Regions from separate parts of the Pan troglodytes genome. Here region 2 is linked to region 1. A link is a contact called in public HiChIP or PLAC-seq data. All regions are on one chromosome and are shown on one strand. The core of a region is the stretch at or near the end of the contact, and the rest is flanking DNA. Distances in the headings are between cores, read along the strand shown. Region 1 holds the start of POLD3 (DNA polymerase delta 3, accessory subunit). Region 2 holds the start of CHRDL2 (chordin like 2).

The links. HiChIP or PLAC-seq counts read pairs in DNA pulled down with a chosen protein or histone mark.
Region 2: an H3K4me3 HiChIP or PLAC-seq map of stem cell-derived excitatory neurons shows a contact between it and region 1, with 5 times the contacts expected there. The contact joins the promoter of CHRDL2 here to the promoter of POLD3 in region 1. A contact is called at or near these places in 1 of 7 Hi-C or Micro-C datasets (blood) and 1 of 1 datasets of contacts at active chromatin or transcription factors (stem cell-derived excitatory neurons).

What each region holds. Positions count from the first base shown.
Region 1 is chr9:76,627,618-76,633,199 of NHGRI_mPanTro3-v2.0_pri, forward strand. POLD3 (DNA polymerase delta 3, accessory subunit) reads left to right here and starts at 2,555. Exons shown (of 12, transcript XM_508641.7): 1 at 2,555-2,737; 2 at 4,079-4,134. The coding sequence starts at 2,678.
Region 2 is chr9:76,765,512-76,771,093 of NHGRI_mPanTro3-v2.0_pri, forward strand. CHRDL2 (chordin like 2) reads right to left here and starts at 3,485. Exons shown (of 11, transcript XM_009423759.4): 1 at 2,863-3,485. The coding sequence starts at 2,944.

The sequences.
Region 1 (5,582 bases), core at 1,305-3,804:
AATAGTCAACGATCATAGATTTTATTGTGTGCAGGTACTGCATGAGAGTTTTATGTATATTATCTCATTTATAACTGGCCAAATAGAATTATTTGATTTTCTCTTCTGCTTCCAGTCTTTCACGTCTCAGTCAAGGGCATCACCATTTACCTAAAGATTTATGTTCCATATCTAGGTATTTTCCTTGATTCCTGTTTTTTCCACACTCCACTCGTGTAATTCATCAGCAGGTTTTGCCGACTCTAAAACAAAACTCAAGTCACTCAGTTCTCTCGATTTCCACTACCACTACTCTATTTTTAAAAATGTATTGGTTGGGCGTGGTGGCTTATGCCTGTAATCCCAGCACTTTGGGAGGCCAAGGCGGGTGGATCACCTGAGGTCAGGAGTTCGAGACCAGCCTGGCCAACATGGCGAAACCCTGTCTCTACTAAAACTACAACAAAATTAGCCGGGTGTGGTGGCGCATGCCAGTAATCCCAGCAACTTGGGAGGCAGAGGCAGGAGAATCACTTGAACCCGGGAGGCAGAGGTTACAGTGAGCCGAGATCGCGCCATTGCACTCCAACCTGGGGAACAAGAGCAAAACTCTGTCTCAAAAAAAAAAAATTATTATTTTTTGAGACAGTGTCTCACTCTGTCACCCAGGCTGTATGCAGTTGCATGATCAAGTGCTCACTGCAACCTCTACCTCCTGGGCTCAATTCATCCTCCCACTTCAGAACTGGGACCACAGACCACAGACCACAGGCTCGTGCCACCATGGCTTTTTTTTTTTTTTTTAGTAGGGACGGAGTTTCAGTATGTTGCTCAGGCTGGTCTCGAACTCCTGGGGCTCAAGTGATCCACTTGCCTTGGCCTCCCAAAGTGCTGGGATTATAGGTGTGAGCTACTGTGCCTGGCACCGCTACCCTATTTTATTTTATTTATTTATTTTGAGGGGGGTCTCACTCTGTTTCCCAGGCTGGAGTGCAGTGGCACCATCTCAGCTCACCGCAACCTCGGTCTCCCAGGTTCAAGTGATTCTGCTGCCTCAGCCTCCCGAGTAGCTGGGATTACAGGCGTGTACCACCACACCTGGTTAATTTTTGTATTTTTAGTAGAGACGGGGTTTCGCCATGTTGGCCAGGCTGGTCTCGAACTCCTGACCTCAGGTGATCTGCCTGCCTCGGCCTCCCAAAGTGCTGGGATTACAGGTGTGAGCCACTGCGCCGAGCCATTTTATTTTATTTTTAGACGGAGTCTCCCTCTGTTTCCCAAGCTGAAGTGCAGTGGCATGATCTCGGCTCACTGCAACCTCCACCTCCTGGATTCAAGACATTCTCATGCCTCAGCCCTGGGAGTAACTGGGACTATAGGCACGTGCCACCACGCCCGGCTAATTTTTATATTTTTAGTAGAGACAGGGTTTCACTATGTGGGCCTGGCAGGTCTCGAACTCCTGACCTCAGGTGATTCATCCCCCTAGGCCTCCCAAAGTGCTGGGATTACAGGCGTTAGCCACCGCGCCCGGTCTGCTACCCTATTTTAAACCACCACTATCTTTCACTTAAAAATCTCAGAATATAAGTTACATGTGAACAGGCTCGGTTTATTATTGCTCATAGCTGCAGCCCCAGCACCTCAACACTCAGAATAGTATCTGGCCTTTCTCAGGATTTTGCTATGCTTTGAATGAATGCATGTCGCGACAAGCCTTTGAAGTAGGTACTGTTATTATTCCCATTTTATAGATAAGGAAATAGGCTCCTAGTGGCTAAAGAATTACCTAAGTTTACACAACAAACAGCAAAACCAGGATTCAAACCCAGTAAGTCTGACTCTAGAGCCCACTCTCTTACGCACTACACCTGCGATACTGAACTGCACCGGCTTATGCTTAAGTCAATTATTAAAGATTTTTGCGGGGGTGATACTAGGAGAAATTTGAGTTGAAATTCCCCAACCTGATAACTTTCCTCCAAGTTTTCCTGAGAACACAGCTCAAGCGCCTCTTCACAGTCTCCTAGGCACAACGATTTGGTTTCTCCCGTCTCTCTCATCCGCCTCTTCTCCTAACAATCCAGAGATAATGAACTCTTTTCCAGCAAATTCTCCTGCTTCTATCCGAAACACTCAGCCTCTCCTCAACCCCTCTGGAAAAACCTTCCCTAATTTCTCAACTCTGAGGGATTATAACAGGCAGTACTTTTCCCCAGTTGGCAGCACTACTAAAATTATTGTTTTCAATAGTCTCCCCTTTATCCTGGCTTTCCCGGGTTTCATCACGCGCAGCCAACCTCGGTAGGGAAATATTATACCCAATGACATCTGTTGAGAGACCATATTCACTAATGTTTATTACAGTATAATAATAATTGTTCTATTTTATCGTTAGTTATTTTTGTTAATCTCTTACTGTGCCTAATTTATAAATTAAACTTTATCATAGGTACGTAGGTATAGGAAAAAACCAGCCAGGAGGCTCCGCACTTCGGTGTTTTCTACTAGCTCTGCCTACCTCCGTCTGCGCCGTCTCCCTGACTAGTTTGACCCTTCGAGGGCCGCCGTAGTGCGTCGCCTCCGTTGCCGGGGAAACGACCCGGGACCTGGGAGGGAGCAAAGACGTTTCCCGCCGGCGGGAGCTGTGGCTGTGATTGAGAGAGGGGTTAGAGGCGGGTCCCAGCGCTGCCGCACCATGGCGGACCAGCTTTATCTGGAAAATATAGACGAGTTCGTCACGGACCAAAACAAGATCGTGAGCAGCTACTACTGGGGAACGCGGGCGTGCGACCGGGGTCCTGGGCCCGGCTAGGGCGGCGGGAGCCTTGACCCCCTGTCTGCTTGTGGCTTCGTGGGGACCAGGGGAGACAGGTCCCCACGAGGGGACCTGGGCGAGCTCTGTGCCCCAGAGCGAGCAAGGACTCGTCGGGAAGGTCCTCCGGCACACACGGAAGTCCGCGTCCCTTGGGTGGGCGTGCTGGGAACAGAGCCTGGGGCTGGAGCCGCGGAGACCGGGCGCGAAGGGAGGGCCGTTGGCTGAGAGTTCTAAGGCGTCCCTACACTTTTCTTTTAAGGTGGTTGGCGTTTAAAGTTTTAAGTTTACAGTTGAGGAAATCGTGTCTTAACTGTGTTAAGTTACAAGTTGCGTAACCTCCAGATACTGTTTCCTCTTCCTGGAAATTTAAGCATTGGTAGAGGTTTGATCGCTTCACACGGGTGAGGAAAAAATCGAGCGAATTGATGGATGTGAGTGCACTTTGCAAACCGTGATGATTGAGTGCCTGCTGTGTGCCAAGGCACTTTAATCTTTACAGTGACCTCCCCGCACCCCATCCCAGGTCGGTGGTGGTATCCCGAGATGAGGAAATTGAAGCTGAGGGGCCAAATAACTTGTTTATTTGCGGTTGGTAAGGGATAGGCAGTTTTTCAACCTAGGTCTGTCTTCTTACTAATGCTTTCTTCTACATCACACTGCCTTTGCCTAACCTGTGCAAGTCTTCTAACTATTGGAAGCTTGACATTTGGAATTGGAAGAGACTTTGAGAGAAGAGAGTGCAGGCATCCTGGGTCTAGGAGGGATGAAGGCTTGATGCTGGTAGTTCCCAATCTAATCTCTTATAAAAATATTTACCCACTTTTTTCGTTTCCTGACCCCTGCACCACCTGTGCCCTTTAATGTTTGCATGGGTGCAACTTTCTTTAGAAGTTTCTGAGACATCACACTTCAAAGTCATCTAGCTTCTGAAAGAGTTTTAGGATGGCTTTGGCTGGTGGCCCCCAAAAAAAACATCATGAGGAAAGGGCTTGAGTAAAACAAGGAATGTGAGGAAAATGAGAGTTTTTTCTGTTAGGTATGTTCAGCTTGTCTTTTTAGATTACTTTTCATTAGTTCATGAAACAAACTTCTTAGCATTTTTAAGATAAATAGGTCCTGCCTACCCAGATAGATAGTTCTTGGCAAAACTGCAGTGGCATTTATTGTAATTTATAAGGCATAATCATCTAAGAATAGGAATCTTTAGCAACAGACCCTCGGGACTGATGTGCACTCTGGAGTCATCTAATAAAACATTTGAAAAATTTTTTCTTGTTACAGGTGACATACAAATGGCTGAGCTATACACTAGGGGTTCATGTTAACCAGGCCAAACAGTAAGTCCAATTTACTACCAATTTTAATCATATTGGAATTTTTTGTTGTTGTTATGCTTTGCTTTTAACTCTACAGATAGCCTATATAGATTAGAGCTAATTTGGTTTGCTGGCAATCATTGGCATTTCTTGGCTTGTAACTGCGTAATTCCAATCTCTGCCTTCATTGTCATGGCATTCTCCCTGTATATCTGTATCTTTGCATGTCCATCTTATATGAACACCAGTCATACTGAATTACGAATCCACCCTACTCCAATATGACCTTGTCTTAACTAATTACATGTGCTATAATTCTATTTCTAAATAAGGTCACATTTTAAGGTATTGGGGGTTAGGGCTTTAACATTACCTTTTTGGAGACATGATTCAGTCTGTAATATGGATACAACAAGTTTTGTTTATTCATCATTAATGGACATTTGGGTTATTTCCATATTTTGACTGCTATGAATGATGCTGTTATGAACATTCATGTATAAAACATTCATGTATAAGTGTTTATATGAACATATATTTTCAGTTATCTTGGGTATAGTGTTAGTCCATTCTCATGCTGCTATGAAGACACACCTGAGATTGAATTTATAAAGACGAGGTTTAATTGACTCACAGTTCCGCATGGCTGGGGAGGCCTCAGGAGACTTGGCGGAAGGCATCTCTTCACAGGGTGGCCCTTGTAAAACCATCAGATCTCGTGAGAACTCACTATCCTGAGAAGAGCATGGGGAAACTGCCCCCATAATTCAGTTATCTCCACCTGGTCCGTCTTTGACATGTGGGGATTATTACAATTCAAGTTGAGATTTGGGTGGGGACACAGCCAAACTAGGATTGGAATTGCTGGGTCATGAGATAATTCTGTATTTAACATTTTGAGGAACTGACAAACTATTTTTCAAAATGGCTGCACTGTCTTACAGTCCTAACAGTATATGAGTATTTCAGTTTCTCCACATTCTGGTCAACACTATCACTTTTTTTTCCCTCAGACTTCTCATGGATGAACTCTTTTTTTTTTTTTTTTTTTTTGAGATGGGGTTTCACTATGTTGCCCAGGCTGGATTTGAACTCAAGGATCCTCCCGCCTCAGCCTACCAACTAGCTCTACAGGTGTACATCACCACACCTGGCAAAAACTTTTTATTATGTCTTATTTTAACCATCCTAGTGGATGTGAAGTGGTGTCTCATAAATTATGTTGATTTGCATTTTCCTAATGACTAATGTTGCTGAATATCTTTTCATATGCTGCTTGGCCATATCTTTGGAGAAATAGATATTCAAACTTTTGCCCATTTTTGTCATTGGGTATTTTTGGTTGTTGTTGAGTTTTAAGAGTTCTTTATATATTCTGAATACAAGACCCTGATTGAAAAATTATTTGCAAAAATTTTCTCCCATTCTGTGGATTGTCTTTGTACTTTCTTGATGGTGTGCTTTGAAGC
Region 2 (5,582 bases), core at 2,235-4,734, 140 kb after region 1:
GCCTGGGGCTGGGACCAGTACTGGTCAGTAACCAGGTCAGGGACCCAGCCTGGGTAAGGGGTCTTGTATAGGGGTGGAATTGGTGTTCAACCTGTGGCCAAGGTTGGAGGATTAGGGCTTGGCTTGTGGCTGGAATTGCAACTTAGTCTGTATTGGGATTAGGGCTCAATCTATGGCTGGAAATAGAACCAAAGAGAGAATACTTTTTGTTTGAATAGCCTGAGGAGCAAACTGTTACCTGTGTTCACAGGCCCTTGGCATTCTTCAGGGCTCCGACACCTCAGGAGCCTGATACCACACAGACTTGAAAATTTCCATCTGTTAGCACTGTTTCTGAAAGCACCTAAGATATCACCAGATTTCTGACCCACAACAGGCTTGAGATCTCACTTAAACTAAGATGAGGACCTTTGTAAGAGACCTTCAAATAGCATCTTGGCAAATGACTATAGGATCCTTTCTAGATTCATAGGCTGTCAGCACCAAACAAAATGAGGCTCAGATAAAGAAGTGGTCTGTCCCAACTCACACAGCCAATAAGTGACAAATCAGGGTCCAGGACGCAGGTCTGTTCTGTTTTTTTTTTGTTGTTGTTGTTGTTGTTGTTTTTTAAGAGATGAGGTCTCACCATGTTCCCCAGGCTAGCCTTGAACTCCTGAGCTCAAGGGTTCCTCTCCCTCTCAGCCTCCCAAGTAGCTGGTGACTGGAACTACAGATGTGTACCACTGTGCCTGGCTTTTGTTCTTTTCTTTAATAAATTTGCTGTGTGACCTTGGGCAAGTCACTCTTCTCTTCTGGGCTTCAATTTAACTCTTAAGTATAGGTACACTGATGGGTAGAAGCAGATGGTTTTTGATAGTTTCACCAGCTCTAACATCCAGGAATCTTAACATTCTCCAATGAGTGCCAGTCCACCTCACCCTAATGAGTTGGCTCCAAGTCTTTTTCTCACATGTCTGGAGATCTGTATTTACAAGGCTGTAGGGAAGATGGAATACTAGCAGGACCTGCTGAGAGGTACAGAGCTGAAGGCCAGGGAGGCACAGAGGAGGGAGATCAGAGTGGATCAAGTCACCGGGGAGAGTTTGCTTGAAGAGGTGTGACCTAGGCAAGGCCATGAAAGGCTGACAAGATATGGGAAGCAAAGAAGCGGGGTGTGGGTAGGATAACAGTCTGGTTCTAGGACATCTTTCCAAGATGCATCAAGGGCAATGATATCTGGAGAAAAAATTGCAGGGACTAAGAACAAGGTGTCAAGTGGATGGGAGGCAGGCATGGAGGGCATCCTGTGCAAAGTCTCTTTTAAGAAATAGGAGGCAGGTGTTAGGAGGAAACCCTCAGGGTTCAAGAAAGCAGAAGAGACATTTATTGAGTACACAGCATTGTGCTGGGCACTTTAATCTGTTACCTCCTTTAATCCTCCCAAGAACCCTGCAAGTTCTGGATTAGTATCTCTCTTAGACAGATGAGGAAATTGAGGCTCAGAGAAGTTATGGCTTACAAAAAGTCACACAGCTCTAAGGGGCACAGCCAGGATTTGAATACAACACTGAGCTAATTCCATTACTTGTTCTATGTAATGGAAAGACTTCTATGAGTCTCATGCTGCTGGCAGGCCAGAGACACTCAGCCTGCTCTCATGAGCAGAAACAAGACCGTAACAAAGTCCAGCACTACCAGCTCCAGAAAGTCACGTGCAAAAGAAAGGCATAGATGGAGGAGCTGAGCTGGGGAGAGGAAAAAGCACCAGACTAGGAGTTGGGAACGCGGGGTCTTAATCTCAGGCTGTGTCATGTATGTCCTGGAGAAACCCACTGCTTGAATGAAGCTCCTTTCTTCTGATTAAGAGAATGTGGTTTGGTTTCCCATCCTCACAGCATTCTAAGAGATTGGATGGGCATGGGGAGGGGGGACCACCAGCCTATTGTGGGCGCAGTGAGGAAACTGAGGCTCAGAATGATGATGTAACCTGTTTGATGTTACACTGTATCTATGTGGAAAAGCATAATTGGGAACTGATTTTTTTTGGAAGCTATCAAGCACCAGTCTTGTGCTAGCTGCTTTACCTCTTTTCTCTAATTTAATCCTATCAACTCTCCTAGGATTTTTACTTCCGCTTTATAGATTAGGAAACCCAGGGTCAGAGAGGTGCACTCTGTGACGGCCTCCCAGCAGCTGGCATTCAGCGGGGGTGGGATGGTGAAGACGCTGGTCTATCTCACTGTGCCCTGCCGCCTCCCAGAGTCTCACGCTGCAAATTCAGGGTTCCTTCTAGACAATGTGAGGCAGGGAATAAAGCATGGGATCTGGAACTAGAGTTCTGGCTTTGGATGGCTTACCCGCTCTGTAAGTTTTAGCAAGTTCCTCCTTGCTCAGCCTAAGTTTTCTCATCTGTAAAGTGCGAATGATAATACCCACCTCACTGGAGAGTTGCGAGGATCAAAAGAGAGAAAAGAATGGGAAGGTTATCCTAATTACCTCTCATTTCTGTCCAATGGCTCTTTCCAAAGGCAAAAAGCCTTTTCTTCTCCATCACACTCCTTACCTGTAGCCAGACATACCCGACTCCCTCCTAGGAACAGTAAGTCCTCCCCCAACCCAAAACACAGTGCCCTGCCCTCTCCCCCGCTGCCCTTGGTGCCCCTCCTCAGGTCCCTGGCAGCAGCCCTCTCTCAGTTCTGAGTCGTGCCGAGTTCCTCCGGTCCCCTGGCCCATACTGGTCCTCACGGAGTCTCCACCCCTCCGGCACAGGTGCTGCCTGGACGGCTGTCAGAAGAGCTTGGGGTCCAGGTCCTGGCGCTGTCCCGCACATTCCAGGGGCCTCATCCCTCCTCTGCCCACCCAGCCTCCCGGTCTACTTACGGGCTCGAGCGTGGGAGTCCAGGGGGAACCAGAGCAGCGCGAGTCCCAGCAAGGAGGAGAGGACCCTCACCTCGGGAACCATCCTTTCCCCAGGGTCAGGCCGCTGGTCCGGGAGCGGAGTCGGGAGGAAGGGAGACGAAAAGGACACGGAGGCACAGGGGCCACAGATCAACCCACAGACCCCAGGAGGTCTGCTGCTAGAGCGGGGTCGGAGAAGGGCCAGGAAGCAGCGGTGGGCAGGAAAGGAGGGCAGGAAGGGAGGTCTAAGGTGGGAAGAAGAGAAAGGTGGAAAGAGAACGCGGGGAAAGGAGGGAGAGATGGAGAGACGAAGGAAGGTCCAGCAGAAGGGAGAGGCGATCAAAGAAAGGGGGAAGGTGAGAGGGAGAGGAGGAGAAAGCAGGGAGAGGACCGGCGTCTGCCGAGCGCGCAGCGCCGGGCGAGGCGCGCGGGACCAGCGGGTGTTGCGGGCGCGCGGGCTAGAGGCGGCCGGCGCCCCCTGCTCGGTGGGCTCGGGGTCGGGCCGCGGGGGCCTGGAGCCCGGCGGGGCGGCGGTCCCAGCAGCGGCGGCGGCGCGGCGGCCGCGGAGGGAGGCTGAGCGCGGGCCGGCTGTGCTCGCCAAGGGCTCCAGGCGCCGCGCTCGGGCGCATTTGTACTTTGCCGCGGGAAGCAGGCAGCCCGGCCTGGCGCTGGCCTAGCGCTGGCGCCTCCTCTGGGGCACCGCGGGCTCGGTGGATTGGCCACCCGAGAAACAGGCCCACTTTTTCCCCTCCTCTCTTGTGCGGGTCTCCGGGACGGACGCTCCAGGCGCGGCGCCGAGTGGAGGCGAGGGGGCTGCGGAGGGGGAAGGGGCCACGCGGGCCACGGGGTTTAACCCCTGACTCCCCGCGACGCCAAGAATGCAGGAGGGCAGAGTTGAGGGAGACCTCAGGTGGAACTTTCAGGTGGGGAAGGCTGAGCTGTCGGGGCTGCGGGTACCGGGAAGGCTCAGGGTAAGGCGCTCGGCGGTGCGTGCCCGGAACTCGGCAGATGGATGGAATCAGAACACTGGCGTTCTTAATTCAGTTTGTGGTCTACAGCACGCCACCAGAGAGTCTGTTTTCCCAGCTTTAAAATGGGCATTTTAAGATCTTAAAATATCTCTACTATCTTCCCACGAGTGTTGCTAAGATGAAATAAGGTAATGAACGTCGAAGCACTCACCCCACAAAGAGAAGGGGCCCTAATTCCAGGTGCCTACAATACCAGTGGCCCCTGTCCCCACTCCGTCTGCCCATGCGCCATTCTCAGGAAAGTCAGCCCATAGGGATCCTGTGCCTTCCCCTGGAGGTCTTCCTCTGCTCCCCCCTCCCACTCCCGAATCAAGGCAAGATCTCTCCTTTGCCTTTGCAGGTGAGGCCTGCACTTCTCTGGGAGTGATGGTCACCTTCAGTCATCTTTAGGGAGAGCTGATTGTCAAAGAGTTTTCTTTCCCACCAGAAGGGGAGCTCCCTGAGGACAGGGCCCTGACACCCTCCAGCCCTCAAATGGTGCTCCATCTCTTGTGTTGAATGAACACATGCACTAATAGGACACTAAGAAGAGAATAGCCAGCTCTGGCCAGACCAGCAACACACAAGCTCTGAAATCAAAAGGGCAGTCACTGTCCTGGCTCCATCCGTAACTTGTTGGGCCACTTTGAGTAAATACATCTATCCTTGCTTTGGACCTCAACTTTCTGCCCAGCTTCTCTTGAAGAGCTAATGGAGACTCCAAAGAGTGCCAGAGGAGTATGAGGTGGGAAGGGATGTTGAGCCATATCCCACTCTGGTAGGGAATCATATTTCCGGGTTTAAACACTTGGCTGGCTGGCTGTAAAGGTATCTTTCTGGGCCAAGGCTGGGCTCCCCATTGCACTGTGCTTTCAGGGTATTACCCCCAAGATCTCCACCCTCCAAAAGAGAGCAGTAGGAGGAACCAGTGATCCCCAAACCAGCCCTTCCTAGGGCTCTCAGGATCAGGGACAAACATGATCTGTCCAGTACCCTTCAGGCTTAACTTCTACTCTAATCTGGCCAGTCTCTTCCTTTCCCCTGAGTATTCTTTATTTTAACAGATAGTGCAAGCTTATGCATGTCACCATGCTTCCCTTTTTGCCTTTGCTTCCAGGGATCTCAGAGTTAAATCCTGTGCTGCTTAATTGCATAAACAATCTCATCCCAAGGGTTTGGGACAGTGATCTTTTCCTTTCTCTATCTTTGTTTAAAATGTGCTGTGCACATATATTCATGTCTTAGATGTAAGAAGTGGATTAAGATGGGTTCCCCTACATCCTGCCCATCATACTTCAAAAAAGGCCTCCACCATCTCAGCCCTCCTGTCCATCTCTATTATCCCCAGAGTTGAGGCCATCTTCATTCCTTTTTTTTTTTTTTGAGATGGAGTTTTGCTCTTGTCGCCCAGACTGGAGTGCAGTGGCGTGATCTTGGCTCACTGCAACCTCTGCCTCTGGGTTCAAGCGATTCTTCTGCCTCAGCCTCCCAAGTGGCTGGGATTACAGGCATGCACCACCTATAATTTTTGTATTTTTAGTAGAGATGGGGTTTCGCCATGTTGGCCAAGCTGGTCTTGAACTCCTGACCTCAGCTGATCCACTCACCTCAGCCTCCCAAAGTGCTGGGATTACAAGCATGAGCCACCGCACCCGGCCATCTTCATTCCTTACTTGAACTTTCCCAACAGCC